Linked DNA regions of Zea mays: region 1 is linked to region 2. Evidence: chromatin contacts called from public Hi-C data. All regions are on one chromosome and are shown on one strand. Each heading gives the region's core, a stretch centred on a gene start, on an enhancer-like site or on the middle of the called end of the contact. The rest is flanking DNA. Distances are from core to core; before and after follow the strand shown. Region 1 holds the start of LOC103632369. Region 2 has its middle 150 kb from the start of LOC103632369.

Region 1 (2,700 bases), core at 12-2,511, 150 kb before region 2:
CATACCTTGATATTTTCTTAGTTTCAAAATAAAATTCGCTTTACCTTTTTAATAGTAGAGTTATACAATAGTTAATATATATGTTCTATATATATCTAAATTTATTATCATCTATATAAATATAGACATAAAATTATAGAGCTAAAACGCCTGCTAATTTCAATCGGAGGGAGTAGCATTGTTCGGTTAAGCTTTTTTCTAATGAGTTTTGCTAAGATGTAGCTATGGAAAAAATCTGAGTATGGCTGAAGGAAAATTTTAAGCATCGTACGGAGGGAGACAACGAGTCTATAGCGTTCAAATTGAGAAGTGACAAATTCTTTTTATCACGACGATTTTTACTAAAGGGATTTTTTTAGAAGCAAATTAAAAAACTAGACATTTGAAGTTCCGTAACAGCTGGCGGCCAGAATTTGCCTTTAAGTTGAATCAAACACGCACATAGTGACTGCAGCACTATTTTTTTTGAAAAGGAAATAACTTATTCCAGCCTCTGCATGTCAGTATGCAACGTGAGACTGTAATCCATACTACTCAGCTCTAAAATGATTTAATGAAGCATAACTTAGATTGCACTTAGATATTATTATCATGAATTAAGTTATCTTTTAATTGTTTTTATAAATTATATGATTTTATTAATAAAGGTCGTGCACTTAGCGCTAGTATGGGCTAATGATAGTTGGTAATAGTATGTGACGGTCGATATAGATACGTAGCACTGAAACCCACATCATGACAAATTTAGATATTATTATTATATTTATGATAGACAAATTACACTCCCTCCATCATCTAATATATGTACTCGAATATAAGACATTAGTCTGGTTCCAGTGCAACCAATTCTTATCGACCACCACGTCAGATATCAACCACACTACCGGCCATACTATCAACTATCGTTAGCTCTGATCTATCGTAGTGCTCTAGTTTAGAGCCTTTACATCGTCCTACAGCCACTTCAGTATCATACCAACTTTTCTTTTACTAACTTTTATTTAAAATAAAACATGGCATTTTACTAAAATAAAAATGTATCCGAACCAGGGAAAACTTTCTCGGCGAGAAATTTCGAGAAAATCGAAAATCGCATTTCTCGCTAGGGCCCGATTATTTCTCTTACCGCTCAAATTTTTCGGCTGTTTTAAATTCAGCCGGCCCAATCCAGTTCGTATGTATTTTGGCTGTGAATAAAAGCCCAAAATACTACTCATATATAAATTTGGAACCCTAAAACATCTACAGCCGTCACCTGCTAGCCAGCCGCCGCCGTTCAGATTTTTTCACTGGCTTCTCTGTTGTTCTAGTTTTCTTCACGGGCAGGCTGCAGCTCTGTAGATTTTCTCCATCCCGCCAGCAGCCCAGCACAACCGCTCGTCAGATTTGCTGCTAGCTTCTCCCGTGGCTGTTCTTCAAGAGTCCGACGCCCACGAGCTTCCACCCTCTGACTCCCATGCTGCCCGCACTACCATCTCGTGTGAAGGAAGAGCTGTGCCCGAGAAAGTTCTGCAGATGTGTTGCTGGCCTGCTGTGCACCAGTTCTTCACGTGGCGGCTCTCCAAAAGACAGGTACAATACTATTGCATTTCTTGTACAGCTTGATGCATTTCATTTGGTGATATGTTCTGCCGGCTAGCACCAAGCGCTGGACAGCGACGAGATGGGTGGAGGCGCTAGCACTGTTCCTGCGATGTTGTGGGATTCGGACAGCGAAGATAAAGTGCACGTGGTTAACCATCCTACTGATCGTCGTGCTACTACTGACACATAGAAAGGAAAGACCATGGCTGATGCCAACACATCTTCTAGTAGTGCTGATGTGGTGCTTGATCGATATGGTAATTGATTTTATTGTTTAATATATACATGTCTCGGTATAAATAAATTTCTGTAGAATACTACTGAATTTCCGTACAAATTTATGATCAGATGGATTTCTATCGATTGCACATATTTGTGACCATTTGTGAGATACTACTTGTTAGAAATTTATGTAGAATGCTATTGGTAATGTATTTGCTAAAATAGTGTTTGGTAATGTAGGGAAACCAGTGAAGCTAAATGGACCAATTGATGTGACTTGGAACCATGGTGAACCATATCCTGGACCTCATGGGGCTGGCTTTAAGTGCTTTTATTGTTTTACCACCAAAAAAGGCGGGGGGTGTCTCGATTAAAAGAGAATCTAGGTCACATACTAGGGAGTGTGGAGGCATGTCGTAAAGTGCCAAATCATGTGAAGGACCTAATGTCTCAAAAAGTAACGGATGGGAGAATTAGGAGGGCACGTGGTAAGAAGCTTCGTTTGTTTGTTGAAAAGGAGGTTAGTGCAATAAGACATGGTTATCAAAGTGCAAGAATTCCTTTTGATGAAGAAGCACAGATTGATATGGCAATGAGAAATTCATTGAGGGATTCTTTTTCCACATTGGAACATGATAGTTGTTCACCTTTTGATAAGTCAACTGGTAGTGCAAGTGGAGCTGCAAGTTGTTCTACAGGGAAGCAAAGTAGGCTGTCAAGGTACTACAAGAATACACAAGATACCTCTAGAGGTCCTTTTGACATTGACTTGGCACGCAGTAGGACACAAGTGCAGCCACACATAGATGTTATGCTAGAGAGGGGTCACAAAGAGAAGCTAGGGATAGCATTGGCAAAAAAGTTCCATGCTAATGACATTCCTGGAAGGAAGGC
Region 2 (2,700 bases), core at 12-2,511:
CCGGGCCTCACCGTAGGTACTAAAAATCAGTACATATATACAAGTATATAACATATTTTATATAGATTTATATGCTGGTTCTATAGAATGTTTAAAGGCTTAATATAAGTCAACAACACAACAACAATAAATAAGGAGAATTAATTGTAACCCATTAATCTTGACTTCGTAGTCTCAGGCATAGCCGTCTAGTCTTTCAGTGTGTAGTGAGACAGCGATGTTTGTCGTTTCATCTCTATCCCTCGCACAGTCGCAGGCAGACAGACGGTTGTGCCCTGTCCTCTTGATAACCAGTGCACAAGCATCGGGTACGGCGGCGCTTTCGTCCTGCCCTACACGGTGAAAACGAAACTAACATGACCTAATTGACTAATCTAACAACGTGCATCCATTTAATCACTGTTCGAGGTGACCTTCTTTTGAGTTATCTAGACATATATATATACGGCATTTTTCTACAAGATGTTAGGCTATATTTTAATTACTTTTTATTTAATATGAATATGTTTTCAGATATACATAAAGATTTATTTACAATATATACATACTATACCTATGTGTAATAATAATTATTATTATAAAGAGCCTCCAATATAAGTCTTGTCTCGGGCCTCTAAAATATTAGGACCGACACTGGTTGTAGTTCTTTAAAACACTGAATATATCTGAGAAACTCGTTCGTACAATCCAATATATTTAAGCCTTATAATTTTACTAGAATTTCTTAAGATATGGCTTGTTTATGTAGGTTGGAACTATATTTTAGACTAAGAGAACTGTGTTAGAGACGTTCTTTTATTAAGATAGTTTTTTTTTGCACTTACTCCAATAGATAACACTTAAAATACGGATCACACATGCCCTAAACACGCATTGGCCACGTACTCGTCCAGCGGCCACGGGAAATTATTGAAGGCCAACGTGGCACCAACCAACCAATCAACCAACAAAACCGTAGTTCATAGCGAATCCCCAGAAGGAAGGAATGATTATCGCACACGGCACTCGCAAAATATATATATTGCCGGGGTCCGGGCGGGTCGCAAGTCGCAACACAGACATGCACATGCGCTTTTGGTAGTAGGCTCATGCTGCTTTAAATTCAGACATGATTTAAATTCAGGCCCTTAGCTTAGCTCCAATCATGCCACTCATTGGCGTCATTTCTCCGAGCATATGCATCATCATCGGATAGGAGTATGCATGCATGCATGCTCCTTTTGTTCCGTGATGGAGACCGCCCGGCTACTCCTAACTGGTCTGACCAGTCGCATCAAACACCAACCACTTGTTGCACCCACGATTGATAGGGAGGTTATGCCATGCGTGAGCACTATAGTGACCCCGATAGCTGCTTGATGGAGCGCTGCCTTTCTCTTCTCTTTCTTCCTCCGTTTATGAGATACTACCTGCATACTCAAATATTCATTGCACGGCTACTTTATTTTTAAACTAAAATGCGATAAATAAAAAAAGAATAAAGTACCATATTAGTTTTTTTCTAAGTCAAACATCTATGTCTTTAATTATTGATTCCAAAATATTTGTATAGATTTGTATCATAACATTTAAAATTTTAAATTATTACAAGATATATATATATATAATTTATTCGTTATGTAACTTTATGCATTTAATAAACTATTTAATTAAGGATCTTAATGTTTAACTTAGAATAAAGCTAACGTAACGTATAAACAGAAACAGAGAAAGTATATATTTGCATATGCCGTTCAGCCATACTGTTGACGCCTTTCCGGAGCGTCAAACACTCAACAAGAACCGTGGCGGTGCCCTCTGCACAGGGGCGGACGGTCCGCGCGCGGGGCTGGACGGTCCGCGGCCTGGTGCGAGGCGCGGTGGTACTCTCTACGCAGGGGCGGACTGTCTGCGGCCTGGGGCCGGACGGTCCGCGGCCTGGTGCGCGGCTAGGGCTTCTCTGCCTGACGGCCGGACGGTCCGCGCCCTGGGGGCCGGACGGTCCGCGCGTACGCAGAGGCGGCGGAAGTCGCCGGCGGCGCCTAGATCTCGCTCCCGGGAGGGACCCCGTCGGGGAGGAGAGATCCTAGGTGGTGTCTAGACTCGGGCCGGCCGACCTAGACTCCTCTAATCGACGTAGAGCCGAAGAGAGACAAAGAATTTGGGGATTGGATAGCTAAACCTAAACTAGACTAGAACTACTCCTAGGATAAAATGTAAATTGTATTGATTGAAGGTTCTATTCGTTGTTTCAAATCGGCCGTAGACCTCTCTATTTATAGAGGAGGAGGGCTGGACCCGTTACAAACAAATTTCCGAGTGAATCCCATGAATCTAGCTAACAACCGTAGCACAAAACTCGGAACCCTAAACTGCTCTGCGCACGCGCGGACCGTCCGGCCCCCAGGCGCGGACCGTCCGGCCCCCAGGCGCGGACCGCCCGGACTGCGGATAGTCCGGCCTCAGGGCCGGACCGTCCGCCCTACTCAAAATGGGCTCCAACATATGCCCCCTTGCCTTTTGGTGGAGCTGAGCGAACCAAAAGCATCTTAACACGATGTGATTACATCTGTTTTCTTAAGCATTTTGCCACATACTGGGATGATACTGCTTGAGGAAACGCCCATTCAAAGCCTTAGGCAAATCTTTGCCTTGTAATGTTTGTAGCAAATAGGCGTTGCCAGACATCACATGTTTTACTTTATAAGGACCCTCCCAGCT

What was found. A called contact is a pair of places that touch in the nucleus more often than the background predicts.
Region 1: a contact with region 2 is called in a Hi-C map of leaf, with 8 times the contacts expected there. The contact joins the promoter of LOC103632369 here to the enhancer-like site in region 2. A contact is called at or near these places in 3 of 25 Hi-C or Micro-C datasets (leaf and tassel).

The regions. Positions count from the first base shown.
Region 1 is chr7:52,717,692-52,720,391 of Zm-B73-REFERENCE-NAM-5.0, reverse strand. It overlaps LOC103632369, which reads left to right and starts at 1,261. Exons shown (of 4, transcript XM_035960916.1): 1 at 1,261-1,572; 2 at 1,640-1,841; 3 at 2,047-2,700. The coding sequence starts at 2,252.
Region 2 is chr7:52,566,607-52,569,306 of Zm-B73-REFERENCE-NAM-5.0, reverse strand. No RefSeq gene overlaps it. Among protein-coding and RNA genes, the nearest start is that of LOC103632369, 150 kb to the left of the region's middle. Within about 2 kb of position 1,261, at least 14 of the 20 cell types and tissues checked have an H3K27ac peak or open chromatin away from gene starts, as enhancers often do. A contact at or near this core is called in leaf, where this site is marked.